2 separate regions of the Pan troglodytes genome follow, and region 2 is linked to region 1. The links are chromatin contacts, called in public Hi-C maps. All regions are on one chromosome and are shown on one strand. The core of a region is the stretch at or near the end of the contact, and the rest is flanking DNA. Distances in the headings are between cores, read along the strand shown. Region 1 has its middle 36 kb from the start of LTA4H. Region 2 holds the start of CDK17 (cyclin dependent kinase 17).

Region 1 (4,626 bases), core at 734-3,233:
TTCAACTGGAGGTAATTTGGCAATATTTGGCAGTTTTTGTTGCCACAGAGGTGGGGTATTGTGCTACTGGCATCTAGCGGGTAGAGGGCAGGGGTGCTGCTAAACATTCTTCAATGCACAGGACAGCCCCCACAACAAAGAGAACCATTCAGTCCAAAATGTCAATGGTGCTGAGGTTGAGAACCCTGACCTAAACCAGTCCTGGTGGTCTCATTCCCTAGCTGTTAGTGGTTTAGATCCCATGATGTTAAGTAATTCTGACCAATGAGACATGAGCAGAAATTGACAAGAGGAGTATGGCAGAGAAAGTTAATTTCTCCCTACATTCACTTTACCTTTCTTTTCAGCAGAAGTTACATTCAGTGTTAGCTAGGCACATGCCCAATTACAGACTATAATTCCCAGCCTCCATCGTTGCAAGGTGTGGCCAAGTTTTGGCTAATGGGATGTGAGAAAAAACAATGAGTCTAATTTCTAGACCATGTTTTTAAGAAGGAGAATGCTTGTTCTTTACTTTCTCTCTTAATCCCTTTCTGCACACTGGGTGGTATTGCTAATCCAGCTTCAAGCAAGCACATGACTCCAGAGAATGGCAGAGCAAGACAGAAAGACTTACATACATTGGGACTGATACATGAAAAGAAAATAAATTGCTTCCTTCTTTGAACCATCATATTTTTTAGTTTTTTTGTTTTAGCAGTTTAAGCTGTATGTATATGAGGTACTCCTGGGGAAGGTTTTCCTCTGTGATCACACACACACATACATACACACACACACACACACGGAGGGAATATTCATCTAAAGGATGTTGTAGGATTTGTGTGAGATGGCTGGAACCGTGGCTGCTATCTTGTGACCATGAGGGGAGGTACCTGGTGGTTCAAAACTGCCCTGCTAAGTGAGAATGGAATAGGAAGGTTGTAAACAGCCCAAATCTTTCTTAACCTTGTTAAGCCATTGAGTTGACGAACTTTGCATCTGTCCTGTCTCAGGACTTCTTGTTAAGCAAGATGGTATATTTTTCATATTGTTTAAATATTTGGCCTTTAAATTTTCAGTAATAGTCCTTACAGTGATGGCTTTCAGACAGAAAATTAAAGTTTTTAAAAAGTGCTATCCTAACTGATTCTCTCAATATATTCAAGTGTAAAGAAATTACATGTCTAACCTCTCATGGAATTAGAGGGAAAATTTTCATGTTATTTGAAGTATGTTCAGTTCTTTTATTAACTCATATTGGTTTCCCCCCTACTCCTTACCCTTGCAACCAAGATAATTTGCATCTGAGAGGTTTTATTCTATTTCCACTGATATGTTTAGAAATTACTATATCTGAGGTGGGTATGTTGGGAAAACATACACTACCACTCCTTTGCAGAAATGAGGGCTTATTGCAGCAGCTACTCGCCCTTGCAATGCTTCCTGCTTGGAAACTCGAAGGACTACATTGAGCAGGTGGAATAAAGTTGAATCGAAGGTTCAACTTGCAAGCAGTCAGGAGGAGATCTGCCCTGAAGCACTGTGCAGACTGGGACCTGCAGCAGGGCTGGGAGGGGGAGTGTCGAGGAAATGCCTTTTGCATGTCAATGGAGCCCCCTTGCTGTTCTGTGCTGCACAGCCACATGAGGTCATCCCAGATTAGAGGGTGCCCATGTCCAGGATCTTAAACCAATTACTTCCATCTCCATTGCTTCCTCTAAAGCCTAACTCTTAGTTCTACACAGTAATACTGCCTGGAAACTCCCCAAGGCCACCAAGCTCATACTAACAGGTTTGTGATGTGGGCAAACTCCTTACATGATCTCAAAATGAAAGAAGAGGCTGTTCACTGGAGGCAATAGCAAATCCCCTTTGTTCCTCTCTTGGCAGATGAGGGCCTTTGCTCTCTCCCTAAGGGTTCCGCCTGTCACCATCTGTGCACCCACTGTGGAAGGGCCAGCGCTAAGGTGAATTTCCATTTACTTCCTGCCAGCAGATGGCTCCTCCTTTTGGTCTCATCTTGAATTGTTTGCCAGACCAGCCAATTAGTCTCCTCACCCTTCCTGAAGCGTCCCAGGGAAGCAATATCATCACCAGCAGCCTATCATTAAACCACGTCTTCTAAGCACTGTGATTCTAAATGCCTGCCGTGGAACAGAAGCTCATTCGCACATGGCTCTTTAACCCTTCCTTGAAAGACCTCAATTCAACATTCTCTCTCTCTCGCTCTCAAACACACACACACACACACACACAAATGCACACTCACACACAGTACCTACAACCTGATCCAAGATAGGAAACAAAATGACAGTATGCGGCATTCAATAATAAATTTAAAAATAAGGCATAATTTCAGACGGAATGCAGAAGGAAAAACACAGTAACTATATTTTCTGATCCCCACTGAGGACACAATAAAAACTTTTTTTTAGGCCAGGCATGGTGGCTCACGCGTGTAACCCCAGCACTGTGGGAGGCCGAGGTGGGCGGATCACGAGGTCAGGAGGTTGAGACCATCCTGACTAACATGGTGAAACCCTGTCTCTACTAAAAATACAAAAATTAGCCTGATGTAGTGGTGTGTGCCTGTAATCCCAGCTACTTGGGAGGCTGAGGCAGGAGAATCTCTTGAACCAGGGAGTTAGAGGTTGAAATGAGCCGAGATCGCACCACTGCCCTCCAGCCTGGCTACAGAGCAAGACTCCATCACAAAAAAAATAATGATACAAAAAAATTAATTAAATAAATAAAAATAAAAAATAAAGAAATGTGGAGGGTTTTTTTTGACAGAGTCTTGCTCTGTCGCCAGGCTGGAGTGCAGTGGCACAATCTCGACTCACTGCAACCTCCAACTCTCTGGTTCAAGAGATTCTCCTGCCTCAGCCTCCCAAGTAGCTGGGATTACAGGCACACACTACCACGTCCTGCTAAGTTTTGTATTTTTAGTAGAGTCGGGGTTTCACCATGTTGGCCAGGCTGGTCTGGATCTCCTGACCTCGTGATCCTCCCACCTCAGCCTCCTAAAGTTCTGGGATTACAGGAATGAGCCACTGCATCCGGCCAAAACTTTTTTTTTTTTTTTACCTTGTGGATTTGTTCATATGAAAGAAATCTTTTAAGGATATAAAATCAAATTGCATTGAGTTACATTTAACAAAGTATCTTTATCAGAAAAGAGTATATAGAATGACACTGGCAGGATTCTTCATCCCCGCAACCCAGGATGAATGATGACTTTCCAGGCTAGGCCAAGGAGATTCTCCCAGCGCTATTCTTAGAAACATCAACAAGGCCCTTGTGCACTTGTTTTAGGGTTTTTCATCTTCAGACATTCCTGCCTGATGCCTAAAGAAGGCATATTATTCAGGGCATCCCATTCGAATACTGTATCTGCTCTGATGCTTGAGCAAAGTGTCTGTAAAGCTAGACAGAGGGGACAACTGCTTCCATCCATGGGGCAAGGGAGTAATGACGAGATGATGGAGGTTAAAGATATTTGTGAGGCAGACACAGCATCTGTGCAGAGGGGTAGAGGTATTTGTTTTTCCACTTTTCTGCTCTTGTTACCACAACTTCCTTGTGTCCTGTGATTATTGCACATGAGCTGGAGTAGCAGGGGAGGTTCAGTTCCTTTTGGTGGTTGAGGTGGCAGGTAAGGAGGCATGGACACAGGACAAACCCCACTTTTGGGCAACCGCCACCCTGAGGCAAGGGTGGGAAAAGCTCACTTTCCCATAAATAATCACTGGGCTGTTGTCCTTCAGTATAAGTGAATATAAGCAAAGCCCCAAGAACAGTGCCTGGCACATAAAATGCAGTAGCTCAGGGTGGGCTATAACCACTTGCATCTTCTACAGCAGTGCCTTGTGCCAGCATGCCCTCAATAAACATTTGTTCAGTGAAGGACTGTACAGCTCTGTGCCACCTGGCAGCTCCAACTGTCCCAGTGGATCTTCCTCTTCCTTTGTTCTTTTCCTTGCAACCTTTGCAATAAAGGGGGCATTGGCCCAACAGTTAACTCCCAAATCTTGAACAAAGGGGATTACCCCTGCAACTCTGTTCCAAACTGGGAAGCTTCTGGCTTTGTGGTGAGCTAGGGACTGCTGAAAACAACTAGAGATTAAAAGAAGCTGGAACCAGCTGGAGAATAAAGAAAACTGCTGCAAGCAAGTCACTGCAGGAAGTACCAGTGGTCTCCAAAAATGCAGTTGCACCAGATTTTACATACAATAAGGAGGATTGGTCTCTCTAGACAGGAGAGAGTCAAGTGTTCCTCTGAGAAGGAACCAACTCCTGTAAATCAGGAAATCTCAGGCTCTCACTGGCCAAGGGGCAATGGGACACCTCCCCAAGGTGATTCATCGGCTCCCTCTGAACCTAGAAGCTCAAGCCCATTGTGCTCCTTTTTGTAGCCTCTTCTCTTACCCTAGTCCCCAAGAATGTGCTCTGTGAGCAGGTTACACCCTTCACAAGACCCTTTCATGCCCTGTGACTCCCTTCCCCATTGTTTGCATAGTCTGGCAGCTTCTGCCACTTTCCCTGGTAAGCCCTGCCTTAAAGTGAACCCTCTTCTGTCAATCACCAGGGACTCATTTCATGCACACACCTGTCTTTCTGGAGCCGTTTAATCTATAGCCTTCA
Region 2 (4,626 bases), core at 1,470-3,969, 320 kb after region 1:
TAAGGAGTCCATAATTCAGACACTAGCCCTCAAACTGAAATCTCTTCCACAATGTTTGTATGTCAACCCTTTAACGGCAGTGAGCAGCAAGCTATGACTGTTCGTACAGTGATATCAACATTAATGCCTCTATATTAAACAGGCTTTGCTTTTTTCTTTCCATTTATACTTCAAGTGTTTTATTTTCACTGTAAAAATAAATAATAACCTATATTTGCATAGTAATTTTACATAAGCTTAAATTCAAAGACTCCCGTTTTTTTTTAAGCAAACCATTCAAACTGTTAGTGCTTCTGGCCTATGAGATGGTTTACCAGATAAAGTAACATTCTTTATATTCCAATATTCTCTCTCATAACATAAAAAAGAATTTAAGGAATATCCCTTAGCCACATTTTCTTTTGTTCCAACCCACTGTTTATGGAAGCATGCAGATGTTAAGAGTTGCAAAAATTGAAATGACTTCATTAACAAAGCAACAGCCCAACGTTTAATGTCAACTCCTCAGACTCATAAAAAAATGAAACAAAACCAATTATATTACCACTAGCAAATTTTTTCCCCTTAAAATCTAGTTTCGTCTTATTTCTAGTTTCAAGGGAAGCTTTGTCTACTCAAGGTATCAAAGGTCTTCAAATCTCATTCATTTTCTTCTGCCCAAGAGTTAAGAAAGTAAGTCTAAAACAGAATAAGCCAGATTTGTTACTGTGATCTTCTCACACAAACGCCTTTTAAAAGAAGTCTTTCAACAAAGACTCAAAAAAGAAACAGCAAAGTTTGGGGAAAGAATTGTCTGTCTTTAGGTTAAGCATTTCCTGATAAGTGACTGAAGGTCTGGCTGCCAGGAATACACTTTGCTGACCCTAGGAATGGCCAAGTCTCAAAACAAAATTTGCCTCTTCTGTATCTTGAAAGTGACCTGTTAGGACCTGATGTCAATTTGACGAAGAGGTGATAGAACATGACCAACGAGGTGTCTTTGGTGGACATATTCATATAAAGGAGGCGAGAGCCACAGATTTCAGCTAAACGCTTTTTGCCACTTTTGCAAAAGAAAAGCTAATTGTTAACGGCCATGTGACATTATAGATCCCAGAAAAGGAAAGGGTGGGAGGAAGAGAGAGAAGTTCAAGGCAGTTCAGGGTCAGAACAAGCTCAGACATCCTGTCATTAACGAACGTTCCCCAAGCTGAAAGCAAAATACTGCTTACCCGAAAAGGAGTGGGTGAAAAGTAGGGGGAGAATGAGGGGAAAACCACAGGAGAGTCAATGTGGCAGTGTGGGGGTGACAGGAGGGAGGGAATCTGGAGCTATCCAGCTGAGTTGGGGAGCAAAAGCATCGGGCATAGCATCGGGCACAAAAATGCTGAGAAAAGCAACTGCGACGGAGACAGCACTAGGCACCCTCCTCCCCCCATTTTCCCCTCCCCATCGGTTTGCTGGGTTTCCCACCTTCCCTCTACCTCCGCTCTTGACCAACACTCCGGGGTGTGACCCGCCAGCAGGAGGCTGCCCTGATCTTTGTCTCTGCCCGCTCCCACGCGCGGGCTCCTCCTCCTCCTCCGCGCTCCCCACCCGCGCACAGCCCAGCGTCTCCAAGGAGCTGCAGGCGCCGCGACCGCCGCCTCCTCGCCCACCTCCCGCGGACCCGCGCCCCTTCCTTCCCCTCCCGGGCAGCGTCGCCTGCGCCTCCAGCTCCACCCCCGCCGAGGGGACCTTTGTGTCTCGGGGGACTTTCTGCCTCTTTCCCCTCCTCCGCCTCGCGGGGAGACCGGCCTCCCCCGCAGACCAAAGCGGCAGCGAGCACCGGAGGCGGCGGCGTCTATATCTGTCGGCGCCTCCTGGGAAGCAGCTAGCAGACACTCACACCCCACCCGAGCCCCGGAAATCCCCGGGCGACCCAGGGTCCTCGCTGGACCGGAGAGGTGACAGGCGCACGCTAGCCCCCCGCGCCGCGCCTCCTCGCTCAACTTCCCGACCGGGCCTGAGCCACCCGCGCCCCCAGTAGCCCCCGCCCCCGCCTCTGTCCCACGCAGCCTCCCGGCCCCGCGGCCGACCCGACACCAGGGGAAAGCGCGGCGCGGACGCCAGCCGCCAACTCACCAGCAAGAGCGGGGACCGCGGGTCCCGAGGCGAGGCGAAGAGAGGCGCGGGGGGAAGCTGCTCCGCGGACGCCCGCGGCGACCGGATGCAGGTCCGGGTCTCAGCGGCCGGCAGACGTGAGGCGCTTCCGAGCGCAGGCCTCCGCCGCCACAGCCGCCTTCCGGCTCTCGCCGCGGGTCCGGAGCCTCGGGAGGGGCCGCGGGTGTCTCACGCGTTGCCAAGTCCCTCGGTCAACATGGCTCCCGCGCCGACGAGCCGCGCGGACGGCCCACTAATCCCCTCGGAGCAGCCGGGCGCGAGCGCGGCGGGCGCCGACGGCGGGCTGAGACTGTCTGGCCGAGACTGTCTGGCCGGGCGCTGGCTCCTTCTTTTCCGCGGCTCTGCGGCGGCCCGCGAGGAGCTCAGGAGACTGCGGGCGGCCGCGTTCGCTCCTTGCGTGTGCGTCGCTTTCACACTCGGCGGCTGCGGATTGACGCCTCCGCCTGTTCCCCGGAGGAGAGCGAGTGCAAGAGAAAAAACACTTTTATTGAAACGATCCAACCAGCGGCGGCGGAGAAAAGCGACCGGCCGCGGGAGCTTACCCCACCCCCGCCTGAGCGGCTCGCCGGGGGCAGCGCGACCCCTGCCGGCGGCGGCGGCGGCGGGGGCGGGGCCGGTGGCCGGGGGCGGGGCCTGCAGGGCGGGGCGGGTGTCCCCGGGAAACTCCCAGCTCCGAAGTGCGGGCGTGCGGGGAGCGGCGGAGGGGGCCAGGGAACCCCACCGGAATGAGTGCCTGTCCGCAGCTACTGGGGGAGAAATTATGTGAATAATTCAGCCACTCCAACATCCCCCTGCCCCTCAACTTCCCGCTACCAAACCAAAACTCGTGCTTCAGTTATACAAGTAATTACTGTACAAGGTGTCCATGCCACAGTTCTCCACTGACTTTCTAGAGAGTCCGTGTCAAAGGACCCACACTGAAAAATGTTGATGGCTGCAACTTTTCTCCTTTGTTGTGTGTGGGTACGTGGGTACTAGTGCCGCAGTCTCTCACACACACGGCATCTATTCATTTAAACTACAGTACAGTGTTTTGTATATATTATCATGTGCCCGGCAATATGCTGAGTCCTCTAAGGATGGAGAGTCTAGCTGGGATGAAAGATGATCAATAACTATCATAAAAATCTGAACGTTATAAGCGGAGAAATACAAGGTGCTATGAAAACAGAAAGGACTACTGTTGCACGGGTTAGGTTTTGTTTTCTTGCGGGAGGCGGGCCGCGAGAGGTTGGCCCAGTTTCTGCAACTGTTTTTACTTTCTCCTTTCCCAGAGGCTAAAAGCTAGTTCAGGAATGAACAGCAGAGTGGCAGTGAAGACAAACTAAAGTAATACTGACCCGCTTTTTTCCACTAATAAGGATAAAAGCATAAAGTTAAAACAAACTTAAACCCCTAGAGGGAGATAATGAGAGGATTGAAAGAAGAGAGTAGGGACCGGATGTAGACAACATAAACAAGAAAAAAAAAACCCACATAAAAGTCCTGTGAAGTGAAATAAATTTTTTTTCCCATGTTAACACCCGGAAGTAGAAGCTGCATTGAAGTTTCAAATCACATTATGTGCCAAGAACTTCGGGGAATTATCTTTTTGGATTTAGGGATGAATCCTTTCCCCCTTAAAAATGCTGCATGCTGACATCTTTCTCTTATTTTGTTTGGCAAAGTTAAATGCATCTACAGTTATATCCAACGATCGTACGTGTCAATCAGGCTTTTCCCATGCCTCTAAAATTACCAGGACCCGTAAATTAGCAACAATTATGCTCTACGCGTATTTAACACTTGTTTACCAACCAAGAATGCAAATATACATAACAAGCTTTCCGTTAGAACAAGTGCGCTTTGTTTAAAAGCACTGTTAATGAGGCTTTTTAGATTTGTCCAAGTCAAACTTGGAACTTTATAATATAGCAAGATGTAGCATCATTTTCAGAGTTCTTTTTAAGTTAAAGAGAAATACTGATATTTATACAAGGCCTATTTATATGAAAGGATTTTCATATACTTGCCTCATCTAAATTAGTACTTTAGTAAATATCAAAAAATCACCAAAAAAGGGAGCCTATGAAATGGCATTCTGAGTTTCAGCATTAATACTTATACCTTCATATCATTAGATTAAAATTACTCCATGAGAAATAAAAAGATTATTCTGTCTCATCCAAAGCACCCTCTCCTCTTTCTACATCTTTCATTAGCATAACAAAGAATTCGTAATTGGGAGGCTGAGGTGGGAGGATCCATTAAGCCGGGGAGGCGGAGTTTGCGGTGAGCTGAGATTCCTCCACTGCACGCCAACCTGGGTGACAGAATGAGACACCGTCTCAAAAAAAAAAAAAAAAGACGAATTCATAATGAAAACTTAGGTGATTATTTGATTGATTGGTTTGTTATTTCTTTTTTTTTTTTTTAAGACAGAATTTTGCTCTTGTTGCCCAGGCTGGTGTGTAGTTGCGTGGTCTCGGCTGACTACAACATCCG

What was found. Hi-C and Micro-C count contacts between places; a contact is called where the count stands out from the background.
Region 2: a contact with region 1 is called in a Hi-C map of stem cell-derived neural progenitor cells, with 6 times the contacts expected there. The contact joins the promoter of CDK17 here to the enhancer-like site in region 1. A contact is called at or near these places in 2 of 7 Hi-C or Micro-C datasets (induced pluripotent stem cells and stem cell-derived neural progenitor cells) and 1 of 1 datasets of contacts at active chromatin or transcription factors (stem cell-derived excitatory neurons).

What each region holds. Positions count from the first base shown.
Region 1 is chr10:102,909,973-102,914,598 of NHGRI_mPanTro3-v2.0_pri, forward strand. No RefSeq gene overlaps it. Among named protein-coding and RNA genes, the nearest start is that of LTA4H, 36 kb to the left of the region's middle. Within about 2 kb of position 1,984, at least 8 of the 24 cell types and tissues checked have an H3K27ac peak or open chromatin away from gene starts, as enhancers often do. A contact at or near this core is called in induced pluripotent stem cells, stem cell-derived excitatory neurons and stem cell-derived neural progenitor cells, where this site is marked.
Region 2 is chr10:103,230,518-103,235,143 of NHGRI_mPanTro3-v2.0_pri, forward strand. It overlaps CDK17 (cyclin dependent kinase 17), which reads right to left and starts at 2,720. Exons shown (of 17, transcript XM_001147273.7): 1 at 2,104-2,720.